Linked DNA regions of Anser cygnoides: all the other regions are linked to region 2. Evidence: chromatin contacts called from public Hi-C data. All regions are on one chromosome and are shown on one strand. Each heading gives the region's core, a stretch centred on a gene start, on an enhancer-like site or on the middle of the called end of the contact. The rest is flanking DNA. Distances are from core to core; before and after follow the strand shown. Region 1 has its middle 34 kb from the start of CPEB4. Region 2 overlaps STC2 (stanniocalcin 2). Region 3 has its middle 5.0 kb from the start of ERGIC1.

Region 1 (3,434 bases), core at 903-3,402, 180 kb after region 2:
ACCCGCAGCCTTCACCTCCATGGGACTGGAGATTTTGGTGAATTTCTCCATGGGCGTCCATGCGGTGCCTTTATGTTTTAATCCCTGAAAGAGTGACTTTCTCGGAAATTTGTAGTTTGAAAACGTCTTTATCTGTAATGCTTGGTGTTGCTTGTTCTTTCTGGACCAAAAGAGCCACAAACCCACATCAGCCATACAGCAGCTAGCACGATTCAGGGCTGCAGCGCATCAGAGAGCTGGCAGTCGCTCCTGCTTTCCCGTCCTGCCTAATGCCAGCTGGCCTGCAATGCTGATTTTTCTTCGTGTGTTAGAATATGATTTTAGGTGGGTGCAGGGCCTGCTCCTGCTCCTTGGCACGGATCCTGATGGCAGGATTGCAGGTGTGGGGGATGCATGCAGGCTTTGGCTCTGTACCGGCCGGGCTCCCATGAAAGATGGGAGAGCTCTGACACTGTTATCTGTTAGGGGAACCCAGACAGAGGCGTGTGCTCTTGCTGGAGCAGCTGGGCCAAAATTTCGCCTTGGCTCCACAAGCATTTGTTCAGAGGTCGTCTCTTTCCGCTCCAGCGCTTGGACCGCTAGTGCCACGTAGCAGAATTGAGTCCCGATTGGTTTTGACAGTCCTTGAGGAGTGGCTCTGACTCTAATTTCACTTAGCAAAGGCTTCTCCCCCACACAGCCTCCTTCGAACAGATAGATGTGTTTGAGAAATGAAAAGGGGAATCTAAGCTATTATTAGCTATGATACTCAGAGGTGACATGCAACTCCCCTTCCTCAGGATGTGTTTACAGAACATAATAGAGCAAATGCTGCAAATACACCTGGGAGCCCCGTGAAGAAAGCGTGACAATAGTTGCTCGTGGCATCCATCTATTCTCCGCACATTTGCCATTCAAGCAGAGAGAATCCAGAGGGTACCTTCTAACATCTTTTTAAAAAATCTGTCATTTTAATACAATTGCTGTAAAATTAGACTGTTTTGTGTACTGAACTTGCAGGGTACCACAAAATGAGTTCCTGAATGAGCTCATGTGAATGGGATGTCTTTCACACACGATGCTCCGCACACTCCGAGAGGGTAATGTAAATGTTAACATAAAAAGGTGTTCTACCAAATCGGAAGAAGCAAAAAAGCTCTCTTGTTCTGGGAACACGCAACGGAAATGCACACTGCAGCGAAAGGAAATTCTCGACTTTTCACAGGAGATGCGATAGTTTTCTGATTACACGTTGGAACTGAACCCGGCTCTGACCCTCTGCTAGCTGTGTGTGATCTGTGGACACCATTGTGTCAGTCCTGGTTATTTATCGGTCAGGGCATGGTGGGTCGCTTTCTGTGTAATTACCGCTGAGCACAACATGAAGCTGTATGTGTCTTTCCCTGCTCGCAGCCCGCAGATGTGGTACAGCTCTATTCACGCGAACAATGCTGCAATGGCTTGTTCTCTGTTAGCCAGTCGTGACATTTAACGTCGCCTTGGTGATTTTCTGGGTTCTGCAAAGTTAGCCTGAGCTTAGAAAACATTGTCTTGGAAGTGGAAAAAAATACCTCTGTGAAAAAACTACCTGGTAAAATCAGCCTTTATTCCTTCTTGTTGCTCTCTCCTGATCCAAATTTGCTTTCCAGATTCAGCTGTTAGGCAGAAGAGTTTGCTGAACAGCAGCAAATACATTTCGGTCTATGAATTGTTTGCAAATCCAGTGCGTTGACAATCTGTGGTGGGTGATGGGCTGCCAGAATCTCAATACTGCTCCCAGAAAAAGTGGCTACGGGCTTTAAACTAGAGAATGCTATCGAACTTTAGCAAGTGATGGATGCAGAAAGACACGTCTGTCTCAAATACAGGAAAGACATTGACTTTTGGTAGTTATTTTCGTTATACCTTGATTTATACTAGGTCCCAACAAGCTCAGAGGCTGAGCTTTGTGAACCTCAGCACTACTTCTCATACAAAGGAGCCAAAAATAATGCCTGTGCTTGAGAAGTGGTGTGGAGGAGATGATGGGACTAGGGAGAGAATCTTCTCCTTTCCTCCTCAGCAATTCCAAGGTGTCATGCCTGACTCTCAGGACACTTTCCATGTGGACCCTCCATGCTGTGCTGAGCGCCACTGGCAGCTCTGGAACGGCCACGGCCAGCCCCTGCCCTGGGCTGTGGCCTCAGGTGTGCGAGGAGCTGGGCATTGCAGTCATGCCTCAGCTCTGAGGAGCAAAATCTGGGGACACAAGAAAAAATACTCCATATTTCTTTGTCTTTTAAATTAATATATGTTAATTAGGGAGTTTCGGATAATGAAATCACCATGTTCTTTCCAAAAACCAGTTCCCTGTGGCTGGCCGCCTCACCAGGCCGAACTCCCCAGCTTGGAGCCTGCTTCATTTCCCAGGGAACCTTTTGTGCACGTCCTAATCACATGCGTAAGCGGAAGAATAAAAATTGCTGTTAGCCTCTTCCAGGGGCTGTTAGCATCTAGACCAAGCTCTCCAGCACGCTGCCAAATAAACAACAGGGCCTTGGTAGCAGCGATGTGATTCTGTGGCTGGTCTGTGGGGATTTCACCTCAACAGGACCATTCAAATGCTATCTCCCAGCCATGTTTACATTAATGACTGTCCCTGAAGTCCCCTCGTCTCTCCTCAGAGAATCTTATTCACTCGTTAGGCTTTTCACTTGGAACCATTCAACCTTGCTGCTTTGATTTTGTAACAGGACAAACTCCAAGTCCTAGCAGGATAAACAAGATTGTATGGCTAATGATTTGTGAGCTTGGCCTGAATGCAATTTACTGCAGAAATTCCAGCCCGTGAGACTTTGTAACCTGCTAATCAAGCACTTTTGGCAGGGGCTGTACAAATGGAAAGGATTTCATAGCCTCTGATTCTGGGGTCATGTCACTCTCCCAAATTGCAGAAATGCTTCTTTAAGGCACTGCTTAAATATCTAATGGCAACTGTTGGAGTAAGATAGGATTTCGCCCCAGTGTGATTTCACGTGTGGGGTGTAAGGGATGCTCCCTTCTGTACTTTACAAGTTGACCGTTTGCAGCCAGAGTCCAAAGACGCCTTACAGGGGAAATGGGGCCCGTCCTTATCAAACAGCAATAACAAGCACCATTACACAGCAGTACCGGGTAATCGATGTCAGGAACTGTGACTCAGCTTCGGCTCAGGTTGGTTCCCCGGGCAGGGATCACAGGACAACGGTGCAGTGTGTCACGTGGAGATAACCTGCTGCGGCAATCCCGCGGATTAGGCATTTCCTCAAGAGCCCGGGGTTGTGACTGTGGCTCTATCGCTTCGTGTTTGACCTTGGGCATGTCGCTGTGCTTGGAAAGAGGAAATAATATTTCTTTGTGAAAAGAAGAGCCCCGAGAGTCTCCGAGCTGTTGTTTCAAACTGCGATGGGTTCCTTGCCATCCTCAGGGGCTGGGCA
Region 2 (3,441 bases), core at 373-2,872:
AAGATCATACCCCACCAAACTCCGTCACTTCTTTACTGGCAAGATACGCGTTCCCTGTGGTGCCTGACGACAGTCTCTGGCAGGGTTATAGATAGCATTTCCTTGCCTTTAGGTGCAAAAGCTACAGGTCCTCGATTGCTGCAGATCACATTTAGGCTTGCGAAGCCCATCTCATCCAAAGGCTTCAGCATGATTAGTTATTTTTAAACTCCACAGAAGGAGTGTTAAAAATGTGCTTTTTCATGCAAGCAGCCTTAAAAAAAAAATCCCTGCTTTATTTATGTTCTTGAGGTGCTTTCTCATAATTTTCCCATCCCCTTGCTGCCTACACCGCAACGCTGTATGAAAACGGCTTTGGAGACAACACAAAGTGCTGTATCTGCAGTTTGATTTTTGCAAATCTTAGAATTTTGCTTTTCTCCTTTGCTGAAACTCCGATAAGCATTTAAGTTTTGATACTGATCCTTCCTGGGATGGTAACAGAGAGCACTCAGGATTACAGATACTGCCCTCCTGTTACATCCCTGCTGACCAATGCTTACTGATAGATTATTCAGAGCTGGCAGCAGAGATGCCAAATGGATACCCTCTGTTTTCACGGTAAAATGTTGAAGGGAGATCTCTTGCTACGTTATGAACTATCAGGGTCTTTTATACACGCAGGACAAGTCTTATCAGCTGTTACAGCATCTAGAAAGCCTTGCAGTTGTATTTCTTAACGGGTCTGGCTGAAACCCAGTGCTCATGGCTCTGTCCCCGTGCTTGGCGCTGCTGAATTTGTGTGGGTCCCCTTCCCTGCCCTGGCAGCATCTCAGGACGCTGAGCTGTGCCTCCAGCCAGGCTGAGCACAGGGCAGTGCCACTGCCACGTCTCAGGGGATTTTGTGATCCAAGGTCCAAAACGCTGGGCAAGAGGAAACCCACCAGCACCCGCATCCCTGCACTCTCTTCCCAACCTGCATAGGGGCTAATTTAAAGCAGATGAAATGGCTCTGACATGCCGCAGTGAACCCAATCCGCAGCTCCTGCTGGGGAAAAAGCCTCCCAGGCTGTGCAGGGGCTTTGCTTGAACCTGCAAAGGATGTGAGCTTCTGCTCCCGGTGGTTTTTATCGTCTACTTTGCCCTGCATCTCTTTCTCCACTCCCAAGCCAAGCTGCCAGATCCCAGCTAAGCAGCCAGCAAGGCCTCCCTCCCAGGGGAACAGCCCATCGGTGACAAGGTCTCTGCCCCTGACGTACAGGGAGGAAAGGCTGGCTCTGTCCGGGGAATGAGCCACGGTGCTGGCACAGCCCCGTCCCCGTGTCCTGCTCCAGCCAGGGCACAGCGCTGCTGCTCCCAGCCCGGGGACAGCCAGACAGATCACCTCTGCCCCCCTTGGTCGCTACCGGGAGCCTGGCCTGGCTTCAAAGGGCTTTTCTTACCCCTTATCACAGCGTCTGAAATTCCAGCTTAAACAAAACCCAGCCACAGACTTATTCAAAACATTTATTAGTGTTTAAGGAAAATAATAGTGTGAAAGGTACAGAGCTTTGTCTAAAGCCATATGCATTTTTGTTTTTTTTTTACAAGCTTATTTGGCTGCAAATTCTACATGAGATAAAACTAGTATGTTTTTCTCCCAGAGATTTGGAATTAAGGACAGTTTGTCGTTTTTTTTTTTTCCTTTTAGTTCAGCACTTTAAGTTAGGACAGCATTTTCCAGGGTTTATTGGTATCTTCTTCCAGTAAGCATTTTGCTTCTCCCAGTATTTTCATTCCAGAACAAGGCTCATTCCAGATGCAAAGCGTAAAGGAAACATTCATACCTTGGCTTTGAAGCTAAACCTCCTTCATGAACAGCAAGTTCATAAGGAATGTTAATTAAAGCATCATACAGTATCTAAATGGACATTTTTTTTTTTAACTTTATAAAGAATTAAGGCTATGTAGATGTCACAATAAAATACTCTCAGGTAAAACGCACCCTATTTGTTAGACATGAAAGAAGGTTTAACAATAAATAAATGATTTATGCTGTCAATAACATTATGGAACTGTATAAAACTATATTTACGCAGCTTTAAACATAAAAAACATACTAGTGGCATGAATATATACAACACAGGTCATGACGTACGTTTAAATTATCATAGCCAGCAGTGTTTTTTTTTTTTAAATGGAGACACTATAATAAATAGAAATGTTAAATATTTACAATAATAGCATATGTGGAATCAGTAGATGAACACATAAAATCTTCACACACAGAGGAAAAAAAAAAGTTATGCCTTATAAAAAAAATCCCTCCCACCCACAGCTTGCCCACCCACCCAAAAGAAATTGTCATTGACTAGACAAGGGGAATATACAATTTTCCCCCCTCAAAACAAATGAATACAAATAAAACTGTATGCATGCTGAGGTGATATGTTGACTGAGACATTCAAGGATATACCTGTCTATATGTTTGGTTCCCATAGATGCATCGGACCTCTAATGAGAGAGGGATCTTATTTCAGTTCGATGCATGAACATTACGTTGGTAGCGAGTCGTTTCATTTCGTGTTTTTTTTTTTTCCTTTTTTTTTTTTCTGAAATGCTTGGATTGTCTTTTTGGTTCGAGCTTGTTCTTTACGGTGACATATGCCACCACAGGGGAGAGGATGCTCACAGGAAACTCCGGGAGGCACACTGGAGACTTCCTTATGGTACCACCAGCAGCCACTTGGTTTTTGGAGCAGTTTTTGGAGCAGAGGTGCTAGCTGTCAGAGCTAGCAAGAGCTAGCCTTAGCAAGCCCCTCCGTGACATCCTGGGGGCACCCTCCAGGGGACAGCCCTGCTGCAGCTCAGCAGGTCAGCCTGGGCTCTGCTCCTTGGGTCACGCTGGTCTTTGTAGCTACGGTATTTGGCCTGATCCCACATCTTCCCGATTAAGTTGAATGAGAACATCACAGAACTTAGCTAAAATCAGGAAGGATCAAGGTCATTTCCTTAAAGACCCGGTGATCACAGGGAGCCACACCTCTTCAACTTAGCGGTTCTCTCTTGCTTCCTACGTGACTTCTATTAAAAGTAATGCCTAGAAATTCTGCGCGTGGATACATGCATTAAACCCTGAATATAGCTATTAGGAGCTGTGCTCACTCAGCAGTAGCTAAAATCTGAGTTGGAAATTGTAGCCAAATTCCAACAGCCTCTACTGTTTGTGCAGCTCCTTCCCACCATGCGACAAGACGTACGTTAGTTCACCGGGTACGTTCTGTCTCTGCTGAACTGCCTTCCTGCCCCCACAGCTTTCCTCCCAAACTTTCTAAATAAGAAGGCTCAGATCTTTGGTGTGATTCCCACTTTCTAAGAAAACTCACTTTTTCTCCAGAGGAAGCTGAAGAGCTCACCCTTCTGTCCCCGTGGGTGCTGTCACCTCCATTTCCAGTACCATATCTGGGGACATAGGATTGCGCG
Region 3 (3,400 bases), core at 811-3,310, 160 kb before region 2:
ACACTAGCATGCCAAAAGCAAGTTGGTGAAGTGCTATTTAGTATCTCACGCATATGGCCAGTTCCAGTAGGTCAAATGACGGGTGAGAAACTAAGCTGCAAGACCGTGACTGGGCGCCCACAGATTGCTGCAGATTTGGCAAGTCGTCCAACAAACCTTCCAGTGCCTTCTTTGAAACGTTACCCCTTGACAAGGTTTTGTCTTGTTTAACTTGTCCGCTGTCTGAGGGCCTTTGTGATGACCCAGTGCTGTTGGATCCTCCCATACTCATTCTGTTGAAAAATGCCAGTTTCCACGTCTTGCTGCCCACAGGGTAGCATTCCCTCCTTCTAGACAGACACTTGGGCACAGGCTGGCCCGGCAGTCAGGATGCTCAAGCTGCCTTCCACAGCCCATACCTAGGAAGAAGCCACTCGTTCTGAGAAGGTCATTCGTAACACGGCAAGCCAGGCACTCAGCATCACCAGCCCCCGTTGAGCTTTCACGCTGACTCCCTACTGAGAGCATGCTGGTGCAAGGGCTCTGGGAGAGATCCAAAATAGCACTCAGGCACCAAAGTGCAACTTATGCAGACTGCTGGCGCCTGTGCTCATGAGAGCAACCCAGGAAAGCCCTGCCTAGCCTCCCTCAGCTACGTCAGATGCTGTAAGTGCCTACAGTTTCTGGCAAAAACTTCTTCAGGCGCCTAAAGGTCTGGCGCCTTTTTGTGCCCAGAAGCCCCCCTGCTCTGGCTGGGCTGAAATTCTCTTGCTTACTTCTCAAGCTACTTCTTACCTAAGTCCAGCCAGAAATCAGGTGGGCTTTTTTGCCAGTAAGGTCTTAATGACCCAGTTTCCTAGGCATGTTGTGACTGAATGGGACTCCAAGGACAAGGCAGAAGGGACCTCTCAGGAGTGCTTATGTGTTTATATGTATTTAACATTAGTAAGTCATGGACTCCTCCCACCCGTGTCCCAGTCTCAATATTGCCACTGTTTTCCAGATAAGAGCCCTAACCAAGCACTCTGTTTTGACACAAGACATTTTGCACTCCTGGTTACGCAGTGGCTCAGCTTTAAGATGCTGAACACAGAGCTCTCTCCTTCCTCCCTCTGAATGCCCTAAGCTTCTTGCAGCACTTGCTGTCCCCTTAAGTTCAAAGGTCCAGAACTGGACTTGGGAATATGTAAAACAGAAGGGGTGGCTCATCTCGTAGGAGTTATTTTCACTGACAGGACTGATTCAGGTGTCTACACTAAATGTGTGACTTACTTAAACCCACAATCAGTTTTTGGTCCCATATCAGAGTTTCAGAGGGACATATTCAGATGACCCCTTCTCCCAGGTGTTTCCTACTGGCTGATGCAGGCATCTCACCACCCAGTGTACTAGCTCTGGACATGTCAAGTCCTTAGGTTCCCAACTTTTCCTTTCCAATGTACAAGGAATTCAGGCATGTAACTCACTACAGAACGTTCCTCCTTTGAAAATCAGGTGCTAATCCTCAACTCATCTTTGCTATTAATCCAAATCTCTTCGAGATTTAATGCTTTTAGTTCAAAGTCCTCGATCATGAGACTTTGCTCTAGTTAACCATTAACTTGCATCTCCCTTTGGGTATGACCTCAAGCATTTTCAGTAACCTGAACTACACTAAACACTGATCAATAAAGGGATACGATGAAAGCTTGAGGTAAGCCTGTGACAGCAGCTGAAACTTGTTCATGGAATTCATTTCCACGGTGGAAAAGGAAGCAAATACAAAAATATTCTGTTCACCGTGACTTTCCCTTAGTAAATTCCTGACATACTGAAAAGTAAAGCAAACAAGCAAGAAAAGACAAACCATATTAAAAACAGGATAAATTTTCCGGGGACTTTAATAACTGTAGATTTCCATTAGCATTGCCCAGTGCAGTGCTCACCCACTGCCATATGGCAAGAAAGAGGACGTGTGCCTGTACCAGCCCCCTTCCACATACACAAACATACACACGGCAGCTGTAGCCAACCCTGGGATCTATAAAATAATCAGGTTATTACTTCTGTGTATTGAGCAGGAAGAAGAAAGTTTGTTTTTATGTCATCTTAAGGGAAAAGCTCAGACAGTCAATGAAGAAGGACCTTTTTAACTAGCAAGTTGACTAGATACTAATTTATTCTGCTGTCCATTTAAAGTCCAGTCTCACAACAGACTGATAGCTATAATAGCATATACGATAATGAGAAACACATACTATATTGTGTCAATACTTAAAGCTTGCTTTTCTGTTCCCCAGTATTTGTAAAGTACTATCAACAAGCAGCTTACTAAAATCCTAAGAGGAAGGGCTGAACTTTCATTACTGATTATACTTAGCACAGCACTTGTATTTGAATTCCTCACCTACATGCGCATCCTGTTCCTTCAAAAAGATTTCCTCACATGCTGTTATTTATATTTTTTAATGTTTTATAACATTTTCTGTTCATTCTCTAAAATGTTTTTTCCTTTTCCTGAACGGCAGTTGTTTAATGCTTCATGCAGCCAGCGACACACCCAGCAGAATACAACACATAATCAAGTAAACACGCCCTGCAAAGCAATGCGCTCACTTAAATCCCAAACCCACCCTGACACAAGTGCTGCAAGCATGTCCTGTGAATACATGCACAATGGTAAAATGTCGCAGAGTATATACCCGGCCACACACTGTCCCAAAGTAAAAGCCTCAGATCAGCTGTGAGCAAGCACTTCGCTAGCAGAAGGGGCAGAAGTGAATAAGCACTGCACCTTCCTTAACAGTCACTTCACATTCCCAGTTGATGAACAAAACCTAGGTGACCTAAACGATGACTGCATGTACCCTGCTTTACCTTTAGCAAACAATGCTGCTCATGACCCAGTCACAGCACTTACAATATGTTCTCAGTTCGAGAGCTGTAGTACGAGCCAGGGGCTCACATAAAACTCAGCCATGTGTAAGGAATCGCAAACAAAACAAAAGAGGAAATCATACATGAGCGTTACAGGGCGTTTTATTGTATGAAGTTATACTTAATGGGTTACACTTTTTTTGGAACAAAGAAATTTTGAGGTGACAAAATAGAGGTCATCAAAATTATCACAGATTACTATAAACTGTATTAGCATGAAGTTAAAAGTAAAGAACAGCATGTCACTGAGAAATTAGGAAGATCTAGAAAACCTGGACAGACAAAAATTTACTTGTAAGAACAACTTTATGGAGTAAGTATTAAGGAAGATGATTAAAATAAAGCACTTGTGGGTCACTTTCTTTCACTCCTTTCTTTCTTTCTCTCCTTCCTTCCTTCCTTCCTTTCTTTTTCTTTTCCTTTCTTTCCTTCTTTCTTTCTTTCTTTCTTTCTTTTCTTTCTTTCTTTCTTTCTTTCTTTCTTTCTTTCTTTCTTTCTTTCTTTC

Evidence for each region. A called contact is a pair of places that touch in the nucleus more often than the background predicts.
Region 1: a Hi-C map of liver shows a contact between it and region 2, with 2.4 times the contacts expected there. The contact joins two enhancer-like sites. A contact is called at or near these places in 2 of 7 Hi-C or Micro-C datasets (both in liver).
Region 3: a contact with region 2 is called in a Hi-C map of liver, with 3 times the contacts expected there. The contact joins two enhancer-like sites. A contact is called at or near these places in 2 of 7 Hi-C or Micro-C datasets (both in liver).

The regions. Positions count from the first base shown.
Region 1 is chr14:10,252,594-10,256,027 of Taihu_goose_T2T_genome, reverse strand. No RefSeq gene overlaps it. Among named protein-coding and RNA genes, the nearest start is that of CPEB4, 34 kb to the right of the region's middle. Within about 2 kb of position 2,152, at least 2 of the 3 cell types and tissues checked have open chromatin away from gene starts, as enhancers often do. A contact at or near this core is called in liver, where this site is marked.
Region 2 is chr14:10,433,537-10,436,977 of Taihu_goose_T2T_genome, reverse strand. It overlaps STC2 (stanniocalcin 2), which reads right to left. Exons shown (of 4, transcript XM_067005575.1): 4 at 1,472-3,441. All of the region lies in intron 2 of LOC125184912 (a long non-coding RNA gene), which reads left to right. Among named protein-coding and RNA genes, the nearest start is that of STC2, 12 kb to the right of the region's middle. Within about 2 kb of position 1,622, at least 1 of the 3 cell types and tissues checked has open chromatin away from gene starts, as enhancers often do. A contact at or near this core is called in liver, where this site is marked.
Region 3 is chr14:10,595,256-10,598,655 of Taihu_goose_T2T_genome, reverse strand. No RefSeq gene overlaps it. Among named protein-coding and RNA genes, the nearest start is that of ERGIC1, 5.0 kb to the right of the region's middle. Within about 2 kb of position 2,060, at least 2 of the 3 cell types and tissues checked have open chromatin away from gene starts, as enhancers often do. A contact at or near this core is called in liver, where this site is marked.